3 separate regions of the Mus musculus genome follow, and regions 1 and 3 are each linked to region 2. The links are chromatin contacts, called in public ChIA-PET and HiChIP or PLAC-seq maps. All regions are on one chromosome and are shown on one strand. The core of a region is the stretch at or near the end of the contact, and the rest is flanking DNA. Distances in the headings are between cores, read along the strand shown. Region 1 has its middle 35 kb from the start of Gm36235. Region 2 holds the start of Trib2 (tribbles pseudokinase 2). Region 3 has its middle 33 kb from the start of Gm36235.

What was found. ChIA-PET counts read pairs in DNA pulled down with a chosen protein or histone mark. HiChIP or PLAC-seq counts read pairs in DNA pulled down with a chosen protein or histone mark.
Region 1: a contact with region 2 is called in an H3K27ac HiChIP or PLAC-seq map of double positive thymocytes, with 2.9 times the contacts expected there. The contact joins the enhancer-like site here to the promoter of Trib2 in region 2. A contact is called at or near these places in 9 of 39 promoter capture datasets (3T3-L1-derived adipocytes, embryonic stem cells, hematopoietic stem and progenitor cells and 5 more), 4 of 15 datasets of contacts at CTCF or cohesin (the NIH/3T3 cell line, large pre-B cells, pro-B cells and 1 more), 11 of 484 Hi-C or Micro-C datasets (CD4 T cells, CD8 T cells, MC3T3-E1-derived osteoblasts and 5 more), 20 of 115 datasets of contacts at active chromatin or transcription factors (the NIH/3T3 cell line, Th17 cells, a beta-TC-6 cell line and 16 more) and 3 of 9 other capture datasets (adipose tissue, embryonic stem cells and pancreatic islet).
Region 3: a contact with region 2 is called in an RNA polymerase II ChIA-PET map of memory CD8 T cells, with 273 read pairs. The contact joins the enhancer-like site here to the promoter of Trib2 in region 2. A contact is called at or near these places in 7 of 39 promoter capture datasets (the 3T3-L1 cell line, cancer-associated fibroblasts, cranial neural crest and 4 more), 1 of 15 datasets of contacts at CTCF or cohesin (CD8 T cells), 11 of 484 Hi-C or Micro-C datasets (CD4 T cells, the G1E-ER4 cell line, the N1E-115 cell line and 7 more), 14 of 115 datasets of contacts at active chromatin or transcription factors (CD4 single positive thymocytes, Th17 cells, double positive thymocytes and 10 more) and 2 of 9 other capture datasets (adipose tissue and embryonic stem cells).

Annotation. Positions count from the first base shown.
Region 1 is chr12:16,048,225-16,053,048 of GRCm38.p6, reverse strand. No RefSeq gene overlaps it. Among named protein-coding and RNA genes, the nearest start is that of Gm36235, 35 kb to the right of the region's middle. Within about 2 kb of position 3,343, at least 35 of the 459 cell types and tissues checked have an H3K27ac peak or open chromatin away from gene starts, as enhancers often do. A contact at or near this core is called in CD8 T cells, double positive thymocytes, regulatory T cells and 2 more, where this site is marked.
Region 2 is chr12:15,813,472-15,818,082 of GRCm38.p6, reverse strand. It overlaps Trib2 (tribbles pseudokinase 2), which reads left to right and starts at 1,298. Exons shown (of 3, transcript NM_144551.5): 1 at 1,298-2,852. The coding sequence starts at 2,583. It overlaps Gm5432 (a long non-coding RNA gene), which reads right to left and starts at 1,146. Exons shown (of 3, transcript XR_001780551.2): 1 at 986-1,146.
Region 3 is chr12:15,980,580-15,985,348 of GRCm38.p6, reverse strand. No RefSeq gene overlaps it. Among named protein-coding and RNA genes, the nearest start is that of Gm36235, 33 kb to the left of the region's middle. Within about 2 kb of position 3,393, at least 32 of the 459 cell types and tissues checked have an H3K27ac peak or open chromatin away from gene starts, as enhancers often do. A contact at or near this core is called in CD4 single positive thymocytes, CD8 T cells, Th1 cells and 6 more, where this site is marked.

The DNA.
Region 1 (4,824 bases), core at 2,094-4,593, 230 kb before region 2:
AATCATAAGAGGTGGGTCTCCATTGCATAAGCCCATTAGTCTATGTCTGCTTATTTTGTTCTGTTTTGTTATTTTTGTTATAGCAGTCTGCACTGACTAATACAAGAGAACACTGATGTAATTCTATTGAGACCTTTGCTTACAGGGCAATCTTTCACCTGTCCATAGTCCTCAGGTTCTAAAACTCATATTATCAATGCTTAGTATCTTATGCCCTTTCTTCATGCCAGCACCACCTCCACCCTAGCCACAGATTCCTGCTGGCAGAGAACTCTTCCCTCTTAATATTAGGCATGGTTGGGTGACATGAGATGACTAATCAATTGGGAGAAGGTTAAATATGATTGGCTTTGTATGGGATCAAAGGCTTTAAGAACCACGGCACTCTCCTAACTTGCCTCTTCTACTTCTACTGTGACTATAATGTGTTCCAGATGTGGACCCTGCTTTGGTCCTAATCCCAGAATGAGGAAGACACATGGAACCAAGTGAGACTGCTGCGGCCAGCACAGACTGAAAACAGTTGCTCTCAACTGTGACAGAAGCATGAACATTTGCTGTTGATGAGGTGTTTCTTATGATGGTCAGGGAAGGCTGGCCCTCCACTGACACACATTATACAGCTGCCTTTCCTATGCTCTGTCCTGAGTATTAACTCTGTCAGCCTTCCCCCATCTCACCTCCGTTTTACTTTTTCATCAGGACACATTCTTTTTTGTTTGTTTGTTTGTTTGTTTGTTTGTTTGTTTTTGTCTTTCAAGACAGGGTATCTCTGTGTAGCCCTGGCTGTCCTGGAACTCACTTTGTAGACCAGGCTGGCCTAGAACTCACAAATCCACCTGCCTCTGCCTCCCAAGGACATATTCTTTTTTTTTCCTCTCTCAACTTTCAATGCTTAACTCAGATAGAGGTTTTGCAGGGTGTCTTCTACCAGACTCTTTGGTCTGGCCCATGACTGACATGCCTGATCTCTGATGCTTGCTTTCACCACTGTAGTCACCAACAGAAACAGAAGATTCTCCCCTGCATGTGTCTCCTTAGACAGACTTTAGAGACCAAGACATTATGTATCACTAACTGTTCTCCATAGGATCTATCTATAGGCTATCAGGGGAGAGTGCTCATCTAGCACAAAGATAAGGAAGGACCTTTATAATCTCTGTGTCTTTGCCCACAAAGACTGTTCTGGCTGAGCAGAGTGAAGCATCTGGGCCTGATTCTATCTCAGGAAGCCCTGTAGCAGACATATAAATGTGAAGGAGGAGACCCCATGGAGGCCCAGGCACAAAGGATGCGGACCAGTAACTGCCTGTTACATCTCTATCCAGTGCTTCCTCCATCATCTCCAGTGCAGAAACAGTGCTTTGACAACAAGCCAGGTACTCACCCGCTGGCAAAGAAGAATCAGGGACTGATTGGAAGCATCTTGTACCTGGAACCCACAGGCTACCTCTGTCTCAGGTCACACCCATCCACAAACACTCATCATGATGAAAAGACTGAGTAGAGGGAAGTGGCATACTCTTAACTGCCACCTGAATATAAGGAATTAAAAAACTTCTCTGTACACTACAAAGCACACACCAGGAAGGTCCTCTCCTGTACTGTGATTTGAATTGGATTTATATTTGGTAGTAATGTGACTAGTTAGATGGTGACATTTTGAAATGACTAAGCTGGATTGGAATTTACATGAAAATTATTCATATACTTTTACTTTGCTTGTCTCACCAGGCAAGACAGTGAGAATACACACACAAGGGTTTCTTCCAGCTTTGAGTACCTCTAAGTGAGATTCAAACATTTGTTATTGTGGAAGCAACAGAGAGAGAATGATCAATTCTAACTTCTCCATCCAGGAAAGACTGGGTAGAACCAACAAATAGTGCAATTGTTGCTTAGTCGAGAATATCCCTTACCCAAATGCACATGTAAACACACTTCTTCATATAACACACACAACACAAACACACACATATGTACACAGATACATATACACTTACACAAGTGCACACACATAATATACACATGTACAAACACACATATATATGCATACATATACATACATACATTTATATACACATGCACACATGTACACACATTACACATGTATACGAATATGTACACACATAAACACACATGTACATACAAACACGATGCACGCCTATCACATGCTTTTCACACACAAACACATGCACAGATACACGTACACAAATTCATCTGAGTTGGGAGAATGCACAGACTATTTCCAAGAGAACAACATCTATGAACAAATGAATTTCTCTGGGATTGTGGACAAATTACACTAGAGAAAGTATCTGATAAGAAACATCTTATTTGATGTAGCTGGTTCATTAAAGAGTTTTCAATGACTTCTTCCAATGTTACCATCTTTGTTCATTTAATATTTCTCTGGGGCTTCAAGATCAATGGACAAAGATGGCTTCTTTGTAACAAGATACAGCAATATCTCCATCTTATTTCCTGGTCAGTGACTGGACTAAGGAGATCGGGAGATCTTTTGCCTAGTGGAAAGAGAAGCAGTGCCTCTGTCTATTCTTTGATGATCGTGTGTTACTGAACAAGTATCTGAGGTCCAGGTTCCCGACTGTGAGGGAGATGAAAAGAACGCAATGCCAGTGAAACAGTGAATGGAAAAATAACAGCTCTCAGCTATGGAATGGACATGAGGCTGAGGGGACCCATATACCCTGGTGGGTAAGACTGGGAGAAGTCAAATCTAAAAATTCCATGAAAATTGACTGTTGGTAGATTTACATTAGCTTAAGGGCTAGAAGTGAGTTCTAACTAAATGGATTTTATGTAAAAATGGACCCTTTCAGAATGTTCTCTTGTTTTTATCCTTGTGATATCCCTACTGCTGGTAGACAGGGGGCACATTTGAGAGGCTTAAAGTGAAAACTCTCTTTACTGCTCTGTGCTCTCATATAATGTGTTTCATAGAAAAGAAGAAGAACTAAAGAACCATATGAAGTATCTTCTTAGTATGAACCTGAAGTTTCAGAACCCGGATCTGATATTGTTGCTCTCTGGTTTTCCAGGTCAAAAAACTGAAAGGCAAGGTCAGAGCATTCAGTCGCATGGCTTCCGCAGCTGCCGCCAGTTTTGTTCTTGTTTGCACTCTGAGTGTGGGTCGCACTGCTCTCTCTCTCTCTCTCTTCCTTTCAAGTCTGCCATGCACCTGCATGCTTCTCTCTATTTGTACATCATGGTTGGTTCTTCCTGCATGACAGTTCCTGATCAAGCTCTACAGATTCTCAATGGAGTGACAGGCGGAGCCTGTGAATGTGGGCAGGCAGTATTTCTTTTTCCACCTGTGTCACCTGTACCAACTGACATCTGTCATTTCCTGCTGTTTCAGGTTCACTGAACCTTCCAGATCAGCAGTGTTAGCAGTCACTCAGAGCATGTCAGGAAGAGAGATCATAGATTATTTTTGGTATTATATTATGATTATACATGTCTTGAAATACCATCCCTGTCATGTGGCGTTCACAAGGCATGGACTGTTAGAAAGCTACTGAGATAGCACTTGTAATAAGGTATATGGGACTGGGAGTGTAGCTCAGTAATAAAGTGCTTACATGGTATGTGTGAGGCCTTGGGTTCTAGCCCCCATCTCTCTCTCTCTCTCTCTCTCTCTCTCTCTCTCTCTCTCTCTCTCTCTCCCTCTCTCTCTCTCTCACACACACACACACACACACACACAGAGAGAGAGAGAGAGAGACAGAGACAGAGACAGAGACAGAGAAAAACAGAGGCAAAGATAAAGAGACAGAGAGAGACAAAGACAAACAGACAGAGAGACAGAGACAAAAGAGACAGACAGATAGAAGAACAAATACACAGAGAGAAAGACAGAGACCGAGACAGAAAGAGATATGTAGACAGAGATAGAGAGACAGACAGAGATACCCACATTCACAGAGACAGAGAGACTATCTTAGAAAGAAGGAAGGGAGAACTACTGAAGGGAGGGAGGATTCTTTGGAGAAGAAAGGAAGATAGGTTGATGAATACAATTAAAAAGTAAGGCAGCCCTTACTTTAAAAAAAAAGTTTAAAAAACAGTAAGGGGTTGGGGAAATGGCTCAGGGCTTAAGAACAGCCACTGCTCTTGCAGAGGCCCAGATTCGGTTCCCAACATCTACACTTAGTGACTTATAATTGCCTTTAACTCCAGCTCCAGGGAGTCTGATACCTTCTTCTAGCTTCCGCTGACACATGCACTCATGTGCACACAGACACCCATCCACATAACAAAAGATAAAATCTGTCTTTTTAAAAATGAGTTAGCTTTTTGTATCTTAACTTGTTATATTAATGTATACTATAATGTATATACAATTTGAATATAGTATGCATATTATTTTTCCAATTTTTATTAGATATTTTCTTCATTTACATTTCAAATGCTATCCTGAAAATCCCCTATGCCCTCCCCCCTCCCTGCTCCCCTACCCACCCACTCCCACTTCTTGACTAATATAATATATTATAAACACATTATAATATAATTATATATTATATAATAATATACTATATTATAAATATATCAAAATAGTATATGATGTGAAGATAACATTTCAAAACTATATAGGTTTCCTTTGTGTGTTTGGTCTTACACATTTAAATGCTGCATCATGTTTTCATGCCTCGTGAGAATTACTCTAGTGAGAATGAGTGTAGAGATTTTTGTTAGACTCATTGAGAGCCTTAGGGTTTAGACTATCACCTGGCACAGGATAATTAATAAATCTTTATAGAACCACTTACTTAGAAGGAGAACACTTCTGTTCAGCAT
Region 2 (4,611 bases), core at 49-2,548:
TCTAGGGTGGCTAGCTGAACAAGCAAGGTCCATTCACTACTCTGAAACAACCCTCAGGGAACTCCTGATCATTAGAGCCACTATTGTCCCGGTTAAGTATAATTATAACTAGTTCTCTATTTCTGTTCAAAAGTGGTAGTGCAGAATATTGTTACAGAGTGACCTCCCTCATAGAAAGAGGTGCCTTATGCGGGTAAAAACTCAAGAGTAAGCCCAGCAGTCTTGCCCCAGACCTTGGTTGCTTCTTTCTCTTTCTGTTTTCCCCTGCTACATTGCTACTCTTACCAGGATGCATTAGGTAAAGTCAAGAGGCTTAAGCTGTGGTCTGAACTTTCCCCAGGTCTGTTCAAGCCAATGGTCCAGAACCTTCCCAGGAAGTTAAGAATAAGCAAGGGTCAAAGTGCAGCCTTCCGTTGAACCCGGTATTGAATGTGTTCTTGGCCTAAATACTGAGATGCCGGGGCTGGAGAAGCCTGACTCCTTGGCTAGGAGCCAACATCCTTTGCTGGAAGTGTGGGTGCAAAGGTGTGTGTTCCTGAGCTCTCCCCAAAGACCTTGTCCTGAAGTCAAAAGACTCTGAAAGGATCCCCAATCCTATAACTGGTAAGTGGGGGAGGGGTGGTGACACTAACTACAAGCTCACAATGGACTTCTGTTGAAATGATAAGCAACCGGAGAGAAAGAATAAAACTAATTCTAGAGACTGTGGGCTGCAAGAATCCTTCATTTTTTTTAAAACCCGCGGGGAACTGCTTGTTCAGGTTAACATAGCAGCAGAGGGGTGCCCGGTACCCAGAAGATGCGAGGCTTTCTGCGGAAAATCCCGGGGAAGAGGATCTAAGTCTCAAAGTTGACCTGAGCCTGCCGGTGTTGCGTGGCGACGGTGGCAGATACACAGTCCAGCATCCCTGTCGCTGCAGCGCGAACAGCAGGCCAGGGGAGCCCAGAGCCCTTGGACTGCGGAAGGATATAAAGCACTGTTTACCTCGCGCCTGGCCGAGCCATCCGGGGGCGAGGCTGGCGCCCCCAGTGGGGGCACTGCAGGAGTGGCGGCAGCAGCCCTGGCCGCCGGCGGGCGCAGGGGAGCCGCGCGCGCACTGGCAGCGGCGCCGCTGATTGATGGGCTCCGGGCTCAATGACAGGGGCCGGGGCGTGGGTAGGGCGGGGCCGGCGAAGAGGGCGGGGGCTCTGTGGAAATGTGTCGGTGACATTGAATGGGGAGACCGAGCGCGAGCAAGCGAGGCGCGCGCGCACACATACGCGCACACACAGCCGGGCTCGCTCCGAGATCCCCGGCCACGTAAGTAACTATTAATACCGCCTCGCCCGGGGATGCGGGCGTGCTTGAGCGCCGGGATTGGCCTAGGGCGCCGTGGCCATCCCCTTTAATTTTTAAATACACGGTCCTCTCCTACTTCTGGGTGGCAAGAAAAAAAAAATAATAAGAAAAGAAGACAAGCCGTCGATTTTTATTTTTCCTGCAGAGCAAACCCCGCCGTGCAATTTGGTCGCAAGGCATCGGGAGACAAGAGTGGTTTGCAAATTGTTTCAAGGCTCAAGACCCAGTTGTGCAGCGGAAAAGGAACGCCGCGGGTTGACGGAGTCCGGGGAGCATCTGCTGGCAGCTCCTGCAGGACCCCCGGAAAGCTCCTGCTGCTGGTACCCCCCAGGTCACCGCCCGCACTTCTTGCTTCATCGGAGGAGGATCTGGGACGTGAGCAGCGACAGCAAGAGCTAGTGCTGACCGCGCGGGCTCTGCCTTGGGCTTTGTCGCGGTACCTGTGCCTGCCCTACTCCGCGCACTCCCTACTCAGCTTTTGCAATCTTTTGTTGCCACTGCTGACCGCCCCAAGTTAAAAGCGCCTTTGCAATTTTTTTTTTCTGTCTTTTTTTTTTTTTCTTGAGAGAGACAGCTCTGCGATTTTTTGGAAAAGCCTCAGACGCCATCTACAGTTAAGACTTAGGTAACTGCCCTCTCTAGCACCCCCCTTACACGCCCCCCACCCTTTCCACCAAAAAGAGGGGGGTGCAGCGCGGATTCTGGCTGCCGCGCGGCGTGAGCCGGTAGACCCGAGCTTATTTCCTTTTTCTTTTTGTTTGGTTTCTAACGCGTGGAGGGCGAGCCGGCGCCGCGCGCTCCCTGAAGACTGCACAAACTCCACGCAGGGCTTCTCCGCCCGGTCTGCGGATCCTCAGCTGGGGATCGCTCAGAAGCCCGGCGCTGCAGCTCCTCACCCCAGAGGCACGCTCACTCGTCCAGATCCACGCTGCGAACAGAGACCCACTGAGTCCAGCGTGCGGTTCTGCACCGCGCTGGCAGCTTCTGGGTAACAAAAGGACCCGAGTTGTCCGCAGAGCGAGCACCCCCGGGAGCGGGGCTCGCAGCCGGGGACCAGCCCTGCAGCGCCCATCTGGGGGCTAGTTCTTAACTCTTCCTCCACGGAGCCCCAGACGGGTCCCCTCCCTTCTTGATCCTTTTAAGTCGGTAGCACCGAGGCGCCTGCACCGGCGCGGCTCATCCATCTCTCCAGAGGGGTTTTTTGGTTTGTTTGTTTGTTTTGTCGTGTGCGATCCTCACACTCATGAACATACACAGGTCTACCCCTATCACAATAGCGAGATATGGGAGATCGCGGAACAAAACCCAGGATTTCGAAGAGCTGTCGTCTATAAGGTCCGCTGAGCCCAGCCAGAGTTTCAGCCCGAACCTTGGCTCTCCGAGCCCGCCCGAGACTCCGAACTTGTCGCATTGCGTTTCTTGCATCGGGAAATACTTACTGTTGGAGCCTCTGGAGGGAGACCACGTTTTCCGCGCTGTGCATCTGCACAGCGGAGAGGAGCTGGTTTGCAAGGTAACCAGCCCAGCTTTGCTTTTGCGTTTTGTTTTTTTGCTTAAAAAAAATTAAAATTTTTTTTTTAAAAAATTAAAAAAAAATCATCCTGGGTCTTTTGCCAGGGGCCGGGGACGGTGCGGGAGGTCGGAAAGCTCTCAAGTCCAGGGGCGAAAGACTCCCGGGATCATTATGCGTGGCCTCGTTAAGAGGGTTTATTTGTGTGTCTGTCCACGTTCGACTAGTTGCGAAGTTTTCAGACCGTTTCAGACAATGAGGCGGGCTGCAGCGGGGGCGTTTTGGGGAGATCCGGGAAGGGAGGGCGGCGAATCTGAACTGGGGCACGGACACGCGTGCCCCTTAGGAGGCTCGTAGAGCTCGGGTGCACCGGGCTGATTCCCCTTGCCTGGGCATTTCTCTCTCTGAGTCGATTCCCCTCCCCTCGCTGCAAGGACTAGGGAATCCCCGGTTGGTTTTCAAACGCTGCTCCTCTGGTTTCTTTTGTAGCCATTGTTCTTAGCAGCCTGCAGGTGTTAAACCTTTGTTCCAAAGGTGGCCTTTTAAAAGAGACACAAAAAGTGTCCCCTCTGGCTGAGACCAAGGCTCTAGCCGGGGAAAAGAGGAGTTTTAAAGCTCTTTCTTCGGCTTGAAGCCTGGAAAGGAAGGTTGGGGTGGAAATTCGCCCCTTGCGCACCTTTGGGTGAACAACGAATCCTTTGGTTCTTTTTGTCTAGGTTTCTTCGCGTCTTCAGACTCCCTGACTGCACACCCCCATTGCTACTCCCCTGCACCCACAAGGCCACCTTTGCCTGTTTAGAGACTGCCCTTTAGAGCCCCCTGGGCTAGTACTAAGAAGGACACTTCAATTTCCTTTTTGTCTTTGACCCTGAACAGTAACTGGTTTGTGTCTCTATGTGTCAGTGTGTCTTTGTGTGTGCTAACCGAGTACCAGACAAGAGGACCAAGGAAGGATAATAACAAAGTATTTGACTACAGTCAGTTTCCTACTGCAGTGGAGAACAGGACTTCCCCAGATGTAGATCAAGAATACATTACCACTTAAATTTAGGTTCTTCTTATTTATTTATTTATTTATTTATTTATTTATTTATTGAGGTGGAAGTGCGACTGTGCTGCCTTTAAAATGGGTAATGTGCACAGCTGTGCTACAAATACTGTATTACACTTTTCCTCAATTAATCACTGGCTGCTTTGTGAAATCACCTTCTTTCGTGCTGACTTGGAGCGCTTCCTTGCAAAAACCGGGTGGGTGAAGATCTCAGAAGGCAGTTCTGAGATTATTTATTTCCGATTTTTAGAGGAAACCAGAGACTCTTTAAATGCTGCTGTTTGCATGTACTAAGTGTTGGGGGTTTTTGCATCTTCTCCAAGTTACTGTAATCAAGAGCAACTATGCCCAGCTAAAGCATTAAATTTAGTAGGCAACTCAGAGCCTGATTGGAGCCCCACACACTGCACAATAGGACAGTCATCCTTTGAAATGAATGAATTCCACTGAGCTGTCATTCTCCTATGAAATATGCACCATCATCGGCAGAGAGCCCCTCCCCCTCCTTTTGCTCACCCTCAGTCCAGCACTTTAATATATTTCTCTTCCAAAGGCTGGAGATGATTTTACGTAAGAACTGTCTGTGGCCAAATTCTGCAAGAGCATCTTGCTATTCTTTCTTTGTTTAAAACTAGGGCTATCTCTGGTCTCTCTGTTCGTTTTCCTTTCTGATCCTTCGAGACATATTTCACTCTAGGCTGACCTTACAGT
Region 3 (4,769 bases), core at 2,144-4,643, 170 kb before region 2:
TTTTTGACATAAGGACTGTTGTTGACAGTTTCATGCACCAAGATATCTGGCCCCTGAGCTCCCAGACAGTCTGTCTGTCCTTCCATCTCACCACAGGAGCACTGGGATTGTAGAAGTGCAGGACTCCTGACTTGATGTAGGTCCTAAGTATTCAAAGTCAGGTCCTGAGGCTTGCAGGGCAAATAATCACTTTACCTGTAAAGTCGTCTTCCCATTCATGTTGCTAGGGCTTATCCCAGAATGTGTGTCTGAGGAGGGAGTTGGTACGGTGCTGTGCATATGAGCATCTGGGAGCCAGCGGCCACCTTCAAGCATCATTTCTTGGTGGCTTCCACCTTGTTTTTTGAGATAGGTTTGTTCACTGGGACATGGGGTTGGTAGATTAGCTAGCCTGGCCAGCCCACCATGTCTGGCTTACTCCGTGGCTGCTTCTTATGTGGCTCAGACTCCGGTCTTCAGCATTGGGCAGGCTTTCTGACTAAGCTTTCTTCCCAGACTCACTCAGTAATCTCTGGTAAATTTTCAGTTCAACAGATTCCAGGTAGGACCCAGAAATCTGCATCTGTCAGAATCTCAGGTCCTGCTGCTGCTGACCAATGTGAGAAGCACTCATCCCTGGACATTTCCCCAAGGTGCTTAATACAAAGCGCACAACTGGTCATTCCTTGCTTCATATAGGAATTTAAAAATCACCATCATACCAATTGTAGCACTTCTGTTCACCTCTTAATCAGGCTTGCCGAATTGCTAAATGTTTTAAGAAACTGTTTACTGAGGTACATGGTTGAAAAACATTTTCAAACTTCAGGGTCTTTGATCCTCATTAATACTCAAAATTTCCCTGAACCCAGAGGAAGGCAAGGTTCAACAGTGTAACAGAGAATCAAGTGGAAACAAACAGACCCATTCAGAGTGGTGGGAACATGCTAACGCTTGTGTTAAATGTTAACTCCCTTTAAAAATAAAAATAACACAGAGAGTGATCTCTGGTGAGGGAATAGATCGCTCTAGATTAGGCAAATTCTGTTGTTTCAGGTGTTTAACCTTGTTCCAAACCCCAGCCTGGAGTTCAAAAACAAAACCCACAAGCCTGAAGGCCAGTCCTCAGCACAGTAGTCTGAATGGAGCCCTATTAACAGTAACGAAATACCATGGACTTGGGACACTGGGACTGTGGCCCTTTGGCTTCTCAGAAGAACTTAAGATAGCTACACAGGGAACATGAGCAGCTAGCTTGTTTTTCACGGGGAACTCCATGGAAATATCTCCCCCAGGGAGACACTTGTTTGACCTGCTGTCTTTTGAAAGCTCATTCCTGGGGTCAAGTATTTGATTAGACCGGTGTGTGTGTGTGTGTGTGTGTGTGTGTGTGTGTGTCATCCATTTGGGGCTATCCCTGGGCAGGAACCTGACACAAGTACCTAGAGATGAATTTCCACCGTTTCTTCCTATTAGCTTCCCTGGTAGATAAAACCTCGGCTGTGTGAAATGTTAGCTCAGAGAAGGACTTGCTCAACCATGTCATTGAAAGGCCAACAGAGTGAACGCTGTCACAGCTGATGTGTTGCTAAGTTGAGAAAATGATCATCATAGTGATGACTTGCAGAGATGCCAGCTCTGGGAAATGTGCTCAAGTCTCAGAGGACAGGGACAGGAAAGAGTACAGGGAAGAAAGAGAAGGAAGGCACCTGAGGGTTCCATTCGACCGACGTTCTAAACAAGACGAAGAGCACGGCAATCTCTCACTGGCAGAAACAGCATCCATATATCCACACTCTCAGGGACCTTGGCCTTGGACATCATCCTGGGTGTGTTACCTTTCCATGCAAAGAAGTTCCATAGAACTTGGCTGTGTGTAGATTGAAAGCCACAGATCCACCAGAGTCCACCCAGCAGGAAGCACCTGGGCAGAGGTTTCACAAGCTCTCCTGGAAATGTTTGCAGGTCATGTCTCAGATTGGCTGAGGGCATGCATTGGTATAGAAGCACTTAATGAGAACTTGCACTTCTTAAGAGTCAGAGGCTAGACCTGAAAACAGAGATAGAGGATTAGATTGTGGGGCTACATGAAAACTAAAGAATACAATTGTTAGGGGCTGGAGAGATGACCCAGCAATTCAGAATAGATGTTGCTCTTGCAGAGGACCTGGGGTTAGTTCCCAGCACTGACATAGTGTTTCAAAGCCATCCATAACTCCAGTTTCAGGGGCTCTGATTCCCTTTTCTGATCTCTGTAGGTACACACATACATGTGGTGCACATATTTTCAGGCAAATTACTCATATACATAAAATTTAAAAACAAATATATTTTAGCGAATACAGCTGCAACTATACTTGGTTTGAGGATTTGGGGAATGAATATAAAAATGTATATCAAATGATTATATAATCAGGTACACATACACACACATACACCACACATACACACACATACACCACACTTATACATACACACACATGCAAATATACCACAATACATACGTATATACAGACACATACACACACATATCGTATACCACACACACACATATAGATACACATACAGACACACATACACCACACTCACATACACACACACACACAGACAGAGGGCAGGGGGAAGAGAGAGATATTTCTGCAAGAACAAACGAAGAAAAGTATTAAAAATGGATACCAGAAATTATAAGAAAATTAAGCTGAGTGCAGTGGGACACAGCTGAAATCTTAACACTCAGAGCCTCAAGCAGGAATGTCAAGGGCAGCCAGAGCTCTGGGGACATAGCCTGTGCTGGGTGGGGCTTTTCAGTGACAACTGTCTTGGAAACATCTGTATATCTGTAAGTTCAGCAGCCTCATTGGTCCACCAAGCTGTAATTAGGTGTAATTGTTCCTTGGTCTGCTTTCTGTGCCCTGACTGTGGAACCAGACAGTTGTTCATAGATCCTTGGAAAAGTCACGCCCACTGGTCCACGTCCTGAGAACCCGGAAGAAGTTTTTTCATACCATAATTCCGTTAAGCAACTGGGCGTGTGATATTAGGTCTATTATTTCAGATTACTCCATGGCTCTGACCCCAAAGCTCAGGAGAATTTGAAAATTCTAGAAATCAGGCCTCTTATGATCATCTTACTGGGAAATGTGAATGAGTTAGGTGAGACAGGCTTGGAGTTGCTCCATCTACCAGAAATTCAAATGCAGAGAATAACTTCTCAATTATTCATTCACCCCCTGATTTAATCAGTTGATAATCTCTGGGGAGAACTCTTTACAGGTACTGAACTGGATGGGGAAATCAATAAGGCAGAGTCTCTTACAATTCTCCCTCCAAGAGCTAGAGGAAAGTTCTGGAAGAACCACTTGCTGTGAGTGATGAGCTTCCCCTGAGGTGAGGTTTGAGCTGAGTGTTATGGAATGGAAACAAGCTGGCTGAGGGCACAGAGTGAGAAAGATTGCTGCAGGAAGTGGGGGGTTGCCAGTGTAAAAGGAAACATTTTTAAAATCTGAGTTTAAATTGGCATGCTGTCCTATATATCAGCAGAAGGGATAGTTGTTCTTTCTTGCATGGAAGACATTTCCTGGGCCATTAACAGGCAAGGAAGCCTTCTACGTCTGGATGTGAGCTCTCCCCAAGGACTGACCACCCCCAGCCCCTGCCCAGGGATGTTTGCTTTGGTCCTTTGATCTCTTCTAAAGCTTTTGAAAAGTCTGTGTGATTCTCATTAAATATTGAGTTAGAGAAACACATGTGTATTAAATGCTTATCCAGGTGTCACAAATAAGCATATGGAGAGCTAAAATGGAAGGGAAGTGGGAGTGGGGGGGGGTGAGGGAAGGACAGACAGATGGACTGAAAGCCTGACTGTCCCCAGGCCCTCTGTGAAGCCCTCATCAGCTGCTACTTTCTGGCTTTCAGACTGCGAAACTCTGACCCTTTAGTCCAGGATGCCAATTTGGTTTACCCGAACTCTGTTTAGTGGCAGTGTGGGGCTCTGGGGATAAAAATATGCCTTCAGTGCTTCAGTGACTTGTGAACTAAACTGGGTCTACACGACTAGAGCTGTGATCTATTCTACACTCTCCTTTTCCTAGCTTCCCTTGTAAGCAGCCCACCCCTTCTATAGCAGTGAGAAGTCAGCAGCTCAGGGAAACATTGTCTGTCAGAGTGAACGGGAAGATGATTTCTGAGGTCACTGCAGCCAGCTCCAGCACCTAACAGCTTACAAACTAGAACAGCTCTGCCGATCCTAACTCCCCTTTAACGTTAACCAGGATCATGAAAAGATCATCAATAATCTCACCCCTTCCCCATTTCTCGCAGTTACTCACACTCACCAACATCCACAAACAGCTGAGTGAATATTTACTGACACCAAGAGTTTTTTTTTCTGCCTATGACCTTCAAGAATTCAGAATGGACTTGATAATTATGAGCAGCGTCCACTTCAATTAAAATAAAGTGGGGGAGGGGGGAACAGCTGTGAATGCTGGTTGCTATCATGCTTGTTAGCTTGCATGTGTAGAATATTTTCAATTAAATAAACAGAAATGTGTTTTTCAAAAGGCAGTGACATCTAAGCAAGTGGGAAGGAAACAGACACCTGGCCATGGTAACTATCTAAACACCTGCCCTCTGCCGCTAAAGGGCATCTTTTTCTGCCAGAATCTGCTGTGTATCGTGGAGGAGAAGATTTGCCAGAGTGTAAATGGGCCCTTGGTTCTGAAGGAAATGAAATATACTGTCTCAGGTCAGTCTAACCAAATCCTAGATTAGAGGCAGATAGAAGAGCC